Regions from separate parts of the Muntiacus reevesi genome. Here region 2 is linked to region 1. The links are chromatin contacts, called in public Hi-C maps. All regions are on one chromosome and are shown on one strand. Each heading gives the region's core, a stretch centred on a gene start, on an enhancer-like site or on the middle of the called end of the contact. The rest is flanking DNA. Distances are from core to core; before and after follow the strand shown.

Region 1 (3,765 bases), core at 328-2,827:
GGTGCATGCTGGGATATGTAGTCTGCGCCAAGTTTAACACGCCTAGCTTAGGATGGATGGGAAACTCTAAAGGGCCTCAGGTGGACCGGTACCTCCGACCTTGGAGTCTCGGTAGGGTGCTACTCCAGGTGACGTGTCTACTCCGCCCCCAGCGTGTTCTTGGCAACGACAGCTCGCTTTGCCGCCCCCTAGCGGTGGCCGGGGCACTGAAGTCTGCGCTGATGGACTCAGAACCTCGAGCCGAGGAAAGTGTCAAGTTCCTGATTGCGGCTGCAGATAGGAGAAGTTGCTCCGTCAGGTGAACGAGAGGGTTAAATCCACAAAGACCGTTCGCTGCCACTTCCTAGAATGGCACGAGCTAGTGGACATTTCCGTTTCCGGTGCTGGATTCCTGGGTCCCGAGAGTCTTCAGCTCTGGTTGTGCTTGTGAGTTGAGTGTTTGGTATCTAGCAAACGGGACGCTCTTCCGGCTATGGAGTCGCGGGCTCCAGAAACGGCAAGGGAGGACTCCGACGGTGCCGAGCAGCGGTTGTCTGGATCCCAGGAAATCCCAAGGCCCATCTTTGTTTGCGGAGTTGTTTCACACAAGCGGCCCTTGGTGTCGCCGGAGCAGCCGGCCGCCTGGGAAATGATGCTGGGCCTGGGTACCTATGTAGGCCAGTCTCTGGCCCTGGGGAGGGAGAAACTCCTGCCAAGACCAACTCTCTTGCGGTCCCTGGAGCCTTCGAGTGCCAGCAGTGTGAATTGACTGCAGCCTACCTCCCCGATCTCAATCATCACCAAAGCAGCCACGGCGGTGGCAAACCTACTGCTGTCCCCAGTGTAGCAAAAGCTTCCGACGGGGCTCAGATCTGGTTAAGCAGCACGGGGTACACACCGGCGAGAAACCGTCCCCCTGTCCCCATTGTGACTCTTGCTTCAGCCTGAGCTCTAACCTCACGCGACACCGTCGTTCTCACTCAGGCCTCCGACCTCACAAGTGCCTGGAGTGCGAGGAGCCTATTATTGGCCGCAGCTCGGACACCGGCGGGGACACATGGGTGAGAAGCCTGACACTTGCGCCGAGTGTGGCAAGACTTCTTGTGTTAGCTTCAACCTGCTCCAGCACCAGCGCACGCGCACGGGGGAGAAGCCCTACAGCTGCGGGGGACTGCGGCAAGCGCTTCAGCCTCAGCTCGAACCTGGCGCAGCACCAGCGCTCCCACACCGGTGAGAAGCCCCACCTCTGTGTCTGGTGTGGTGACCACTTTGGGTGCAGCTCTTATCTGCTCAAGCACCAGTGATCGCACATGGAGGAGGAGCAAGAACTTCACCTACAGCTCCGACTGCCTAAAGCACCAACTCACCCACAATGGAGAGTGACCCTTCAAGTGTCCTGAGTGTGGCTGTGGCTTTAAGGAAGCGCACCCAGTTCACCAAGCACCAGCAAGTCCACGTGGGCAAACAACCCCACGCCTGCCCAGAATGTGACAAAACCTTCTCCCACAGCTCCAAGCTTCTTAAACACAGTGCTCGCACACAGGCAAGAAATAAGTGCACCAAACAAAGCTGCAGCAAGAGTTTTGTAGACAGTTCAAATCGGCTGCCGCACCAACACTCCCGGGCCAGAAACCTGAGGCTTTGAGCCAGCGTGACAGGAGCTTCCGCCAGAGCTCTCACCTGCTGATTCACCAGGGGGCGCACCGCGGAGAGAAGCCCGCCGTCTGCCGGCAGAGTGGCAAGGCCTTTGCCCCCAGCTCCCGACCTGGGCCAGCACCAGCGGATACACCAGGGTGGCAGCCCCTGCCGACACCCCTGGCTTAAGTTGCAGCCAAAACTTCAGCTCTGACTTTGGTGCAGTCCTTCAGGAGACTGAGGGGACCAGAATTTCTCAGCAAGCCTCTTCTGCTCCTCGGGGCTGCTGATTTGTGGCTGAATCGGGGAAGCCCAGGCTGGAGGAATTGGGACAGAAAAGTGGGGTTGGGCATGTTCTCAGAGGCCCTGGAGATGGGACTCCAGCTGGAGGGAGAGTTTGGGGATGGAATAAACTGGCCAGGTTGCTTTAAGATGCAAAGCACCTTTGGCAGCTGCTGATCAGATCCCTTCACAGGTCCAGGGAGTGAGGGGTGCATTACACAGGAGCTGTGGCTTCCTCAGCCCAGGAGAATGGGGCCAGATACCAGGCAAACCCCCATGAGGAAGACAGTGGAGAAGGAGGAGGTCGGGGAGGGCCTCACCTCCAGAGGGGACTATAAGGAAAGGTGTGTCCTAGCACACGGATCAGAGAGGTTGAACTGGGGACCACTAGGTGAGCTCTGGGGTGTATGATCTCTGTGAAAGACAACTGTCTACAAAGTGAAGCTGCTGGGGCCCAGGACCAAAGCAACAGATCAGGAAGCCTGGTGGCATTTCTAGGCGGGGGCAAAAGACCAGAGGTTGGTCATCTGTCCCTTCCTCTCCTTTAGCCTTTTCCCTCGAAGGTTTCCCAGGTTCTTTCTCTGATCCCTCAAAGAGGAGAAAATGGTGACAATTTAGAGTGCCCAGACACGGGGGACTGGACACAGCACTGTAGTCTGACCAGCGCGGGTGGGCTGCCTGTGTAAACAAGCCTGTTTCTGTTGGTAGAAACAATCTATGGGAGCCTGAGCGAGGCTTCTTGAAGCACAGCCCAATGTGTGCCCAGAGCAGAGTCTGAGCTGTGAGCCTCTGCTCTCCCTGTAGCCGTCTGTGTTCCTGGGAGGGGCACAGAAAGTAGCCCTTTTGAGGTTGGGGGAGGCCTAGTGCCTGCCGCAAGGAATCATGAGGCCCACGCCTCTGGTGCCTTGTCCTGAAATCTTGCCTCTTACCAGCTTGGTGCATCTAGAACTGTACCGCAGAGAATAAGGGCCAAAGGGAAGGGATGTGAGCTTCTAGCACAGAGTATCTCTTCCTAACCACATGACCTTGGACAGGTCTGCCTCTTCTGAGCCTCAGTTTCTTCATCTGTAAAAGCGAGGACAATGGTGGCCTCCCAGGATGGTAGTAAGCTCCCATGGGATCACCGACTTGAAACACCTGGGTCAAGGAGGTAACTCGGCTGCCAACTCTGCTTCCAGCTGAGCACCCTGTCACTGGGGGTGTTAGTCTGCAGGCATCACACCAGTGCACTTTTTGCCTCCTCCTGAAGGTGACAGAAATGAGTGAGACAGCCCCAGCCCTGGGGTAGCGTGGTGTCATGAAGGAGATGGATCGAACCCAGTGCCGATGCTGGAGAAAGGGTGTCACCTTTAGTGAGTCTAAGCGGCTTCATGAAAGTGCATCTAATGGATGCCACTTGTCTCCTCAATCTGGGTCTGTGATGAAGGGAAGGGTTCTGGAATGTTCTCCGTTGTCGACAGCATTTCAAAAAGCACAAGCCAGGGTTTGAGCGGGAGTCCTGAGCCTGGCACATCCATAGTAAGCACTCAATAAATGTATGTCATGATCAGCTCCTGTTTATACTCTTAACTGGGGTTTATTCAGCATTCACTGCCCTGAGCTGGGAGGGAGGCAGTGTCACTGCCCAGGCATGTGACCAGTGTTCAGGCCAGAGACGGCAAACATGTTAGTTTTGGTCTTCAGTGTGTGTTTGTGTGTGTGTGTAAACTATTGAACCAACTTTGTGTGTATATGTGTGTACACGTGTGCACACTCGTGCAGCTTGAGGGATCTTAGTTCCCTGACCAGGGATTGAACCCATGCCCTCAGCAGGGAAAGCAGGAAGTCCTAATCATTGGACCGCCAGGGAATCCCCATGAGCCAACATTT
Region 2 (4,010 bases), core at 1,404-3,903, 140 kb before region 1:
TATTTTTAATCCTAGATAACAAACAGCACTTGGGCCTACCAGGGTGCCTAACCTTGCATGTAGAAACATCCCTGGCACTTGCCCCTCCCTAGCACAACTATGTAATCAAGGACTCTGTCCCTTTCTGCCTGAAATATACCTTTTCCACTCCATCCTCACTGCTCCAGACTGTTCAGTCCTTTACCAGTTCCACCCCAGACTTTTGCAATAGCCTCCTCACCTACTTCCTTACCTCCTGTCTACTTTTCTCATGAAGTGAAGTGAAGTCGCTCAGTCATGTCTGACTCTTTGCGACCCCATGGACTGTAGCCTACCGGGCTCCTCTGTCCATGGGATTTTTCCAGGCAAGAGTACTGGAGTGGGTTGTTGCCATTGTCTTCTCCAGAGGATCTTCCCGACCCAGGGATCGAACCCGGGTCTCCTGCATTGCAGGCAGACGCTTTACTGTCTGAGCCACCAGGGAAGCCTTTTCTCATAGGCTGAAATCAAAACTATGACACAGCAGACTCTTCCTACTCCGATTCCAATCATTCTCACATTCATTCAAAGACAAGGCCTACTTAGTGCCAAGCTCTGAGCTCAACCTTGCCAAAGCATTCGCTGCTCCAGTACAGTCTCATGCCTTTTCATGTGTAAGAAATTAATAAACAGAAACTTCAATTAAACAGAGTCAAGGAACTTCCCCAGTGATCTTGAGGTTAAGAATCCACTTGCCAGGGCAGGGGAGATGGGCTCAATCTCTGGTTGGGGAACTAAGATTCCACATGCTGCAGGGCAACTAAGCCAGTGCATCACAACTGCTGAGCTCACGCACAGCAATGAAGACACAGCATGGTCAAAAATAAATAAGTTACTAAAACACAAAAACAAAAAACTCACAATTGGGAGACCAGAAGGGGAAGCTCTCTTACCCTGTCATGACAGCAGAGCTCAACAGGAAGAAAGATCTCCTTCTCTTCTTTCCCAGCAACAATTTAGCCAACGAAACACCATGGACTCTTTGTTTACCATCCCCTCCCAACTTTCTGTCCCCTCTGTAAAAGCACGCTCTTCTCTGGTCACCTCCACTTTTGTTGGAGACCTGCACGTGGCTCATCATGGTTGCAGACCCCGATCTGCAATTCTCTGCTGACTCCAAATAAACCTGTTTTTGCTGTATAAATAACTGGCAGTGTATTTGTTTTAGGTGAATACATGGTTAAAGGAACTTTCACAAACTATTCACCATGGCTGGAATGACTTTCCCCACTCCTCCTGCCCCCAACCTGGTCTTCTGGATAAAATCTTTTTTTTTTGGCTGCACTGCATGGCATGTAGGGTCTTAATTCCTGATTGAACCCCTATTGGGAAGCAGAGTCTTGACAGTGGACTGCCAAGGAAGTTCCTGGATAAAATCCTTTTGGAGATTCAGCTTGATCTTATATAGCCAAGAATGCTTTTGGGACTTCCCTGGTGGTCTAGTTATGGGGACTTTGTGCTTCCACTGCAGGGGGCACGGGTTCAGTCCCTAGTTAGGGAATGAAGACCCCACATGTGGCCTGGAAAGGCCAGAAAAAAAAAAAAAAAGCTCTCCTTCAGCAGGCAGGGAAGGAAGAATGAGTCTTACCTTCTGCTTCCGCACTACTCTGCACATAGAATGTCTATAGCAGTGTCATCAGACTGAATTGAAATGAACTCTGTGCAGTCTCTAAAATGTGAGTGTGAACCAGGAATCATCCGTTGTGTTACACCCACCGACCAGCACAATGCCTGATGTTCAGCACTGGCTCAGTCCACCTTCCCTGACAGTGTTTCTGCTCAGAACCCTGAACGTGTTGGTGATTCATCAATGCCATCTGCAAAAAGCGATGTTCCTTACCTTTAATAAATAGGGATCCAGAACAAGTCTGGTCACTCTCACTTTAGCAGTTTTTTGCATGGCTGTCCCAATCACCTTACCCACGACCCATTTGGCATGGACGGATGAACGAACTACGGACATGATGTGGCTTTGGTCACCTGAAAATAAATTCCAAAGTTTAGTCTGACGATTGTGACTCACCAAAAGAATTGTCACTAGAACCGCCCAAGCGCAGAAACAGCTTTTGTTGGCCTTCTGGAATCATCACTTCATAGAGGTCCTTACACATTTCACTATTGTAGTTTTAACCTCAAGCCTCAGTTTCCCCCTCTACCAAATGGGAATAACAACTGTGCTTACTCACAGAAGTGCTTCGAGGATTTAACCCATAAGGCGCTCAACAGCGCGAATAAACGCTGGCATTCGCTGGCATCCCTATTTCTTTTCATCCCGCTGGGCTGCCTCTCCCAAAAGGCTCAGAGCCCGGCTACTTGGGGCGTGCGAGACTGAGGCGGGCGGCCCGGGAGTTCACCCCACCGGAGACCTTGACTTGGCATTCCTTTCGAGATCAATTAATACTGAGTCCATGTCGCCCAGCCAGGGGAAGGTTTGCGGTGATTGCTCCCTTCGCCCCTAAAACCCGAGGTCATGTAACTCGACTCGACTCGCCTAAAAGGCTCCCACGCTGCGGCAATTCGGGACCCGCAAACAACCCACTTCTGCGACGGCGCGCGGCCGGCGGTCACCTCAGAACTCCACAGTTTCGGCGTACGCCCGGCAGAGCGCCGAGCGGAGCGTGATGGCGTCACGTCGTACGCAGGTCGCTCCGCCCCAGACCGCCCACTCATTGGCTGCGAGTCCTCTCTCAGTCGTGGGCGGGGTTAAAGACAGGGCTCCACCCACTCCCTTTTAATTGCAGCCGCGGGCTGTGGCTCCGCTGAACACCTTGATGTCTGCTTTTTGCATCCGTACCTAGTCCGGTGCGTGGGGGACTTGACCTTTACTTTACCTATTCCACTTAGTTTCTCTCTGCTTTTGTTGAGCTCCCAGACATTGGACAAGGCCTTCCAAATAAAAGGAGCTTCATTCATCAAACATTGAAACATTGGAGGCTGCGAGACGCTGAGACTGAAATGCTTAAGCATTTCCACCCCCAGCAGTTGCATTTAAGATAAACTTCTGTAGACCTTTATGTCTGGTATGACTTTAGGTGTTAATTCTCCATATTGTGAGATGGAGAGAAGTCTGATATGGGTACATATATATGTGTGCCAGTTAGGAACAGCTTAGATGGGCCATGAGCAGGTTACTGCTGCTGCCTTCTCAGATAGAAGAAAGTCTGGGAATATACCAGGCTCTTGTTAGGCAATTGCTAGACTAGGAGAGACCTAATGGATAGTTTAAAAAAAAAAAAAAATAGCGATCGTGGCCTTAGATTGAAGTGTGTTTTCAGATAAAGAATTAAGGCCAAGGGCACACTTAGCACATAGATTTAAAAGGAGGGATGGACCTTTGCTCCATCAGAGCTTTGGTCCCCGTGTCTGTCTGTCTGTCTTTCTTTCTTTTCTCTCTCTCTCTCTCTCTCTCTCTCTCTCTCTCTCTATTTCTGGCTAATTCCTTGGAGCGGGGAGGCCTGCTGAGCTCACTTTCTTGCCTTGGCTTCTAAGCTCCTCTCGAGAAGGCGCACTGTGCCTTCACCCACTGGAGAGGGCGCCCGGTGCCTACGTGCAGCAGCGCGAGCCCTAAGAAAAGGGCTCTATTGGCTTTCCGCGTAAACCAGGGGATATCAGCCCCTCTCTCTCTCTCTTACTCTCCGGGCCACCAGGTTCCGGTCCATTAAAGGACCAACAAGGAGTTATGCCCCTATCAGAGTCTTTTTTTCAAGCCTCTTGTGGTTGGCAATCAGAAGGCTTCTTTGGCCAGTCTTTCTCCATAGCTCCGCCTGTTCAGGCACATAGAGGGGCTCCCTGACTGGGGTTCTACTATGTAGATGGGCCCATCAGGCACTCAAAAGGGCAGCTTGGTGGGGTCCTACTCTAGTTCAGTGCGTCAGGCATTTGATGGGCCAGCCAGCCTGTCTACTGTTCAGCTGCCAATGCTGGCGTGTGGGGTGAGAGAGGCTATGGAGATGGTTCCACCCGCTATGGGTGACTCGGGATCATTGCCTTGC

The links. A called contact is a pair of places that touch in the nucleus more often than the background predicts.
Region 2: a Hi-C map of blood shows a contact between it and region 1, with 2.9 times the contacts expected there. The contact joins the promoter of MRPS17 here to the promoter of ARMC5 in region 1. A contact is called at or near these places in 2 of 3 Hi-C or Micro-C datasets (blood and muscle).

The regions. Positions count from the first base shown.
Region 1 is chr2:205,779,688-205,783,452 of mMunRee1.1, reverse strand. ARMC5 (armadillo repeat containing 5) reads right to left here and starts at 1,577. Exons shown (of 6, transcript XM_065924727.1): 1 at 1-1,577.
Region 2 is chr2:205,922,597-205,926,606 of mMunRee1.1, reverse strand. It overlaps MRPS17 (mitochondrial ribosomal protein S17), which reads right to left and starts at 2,653. Exons shown (of 3, transcript XM_065924750.1): 1 at 2,510-2,653; 2 at 1,859-1,998. The coding sequence starts at 1,981.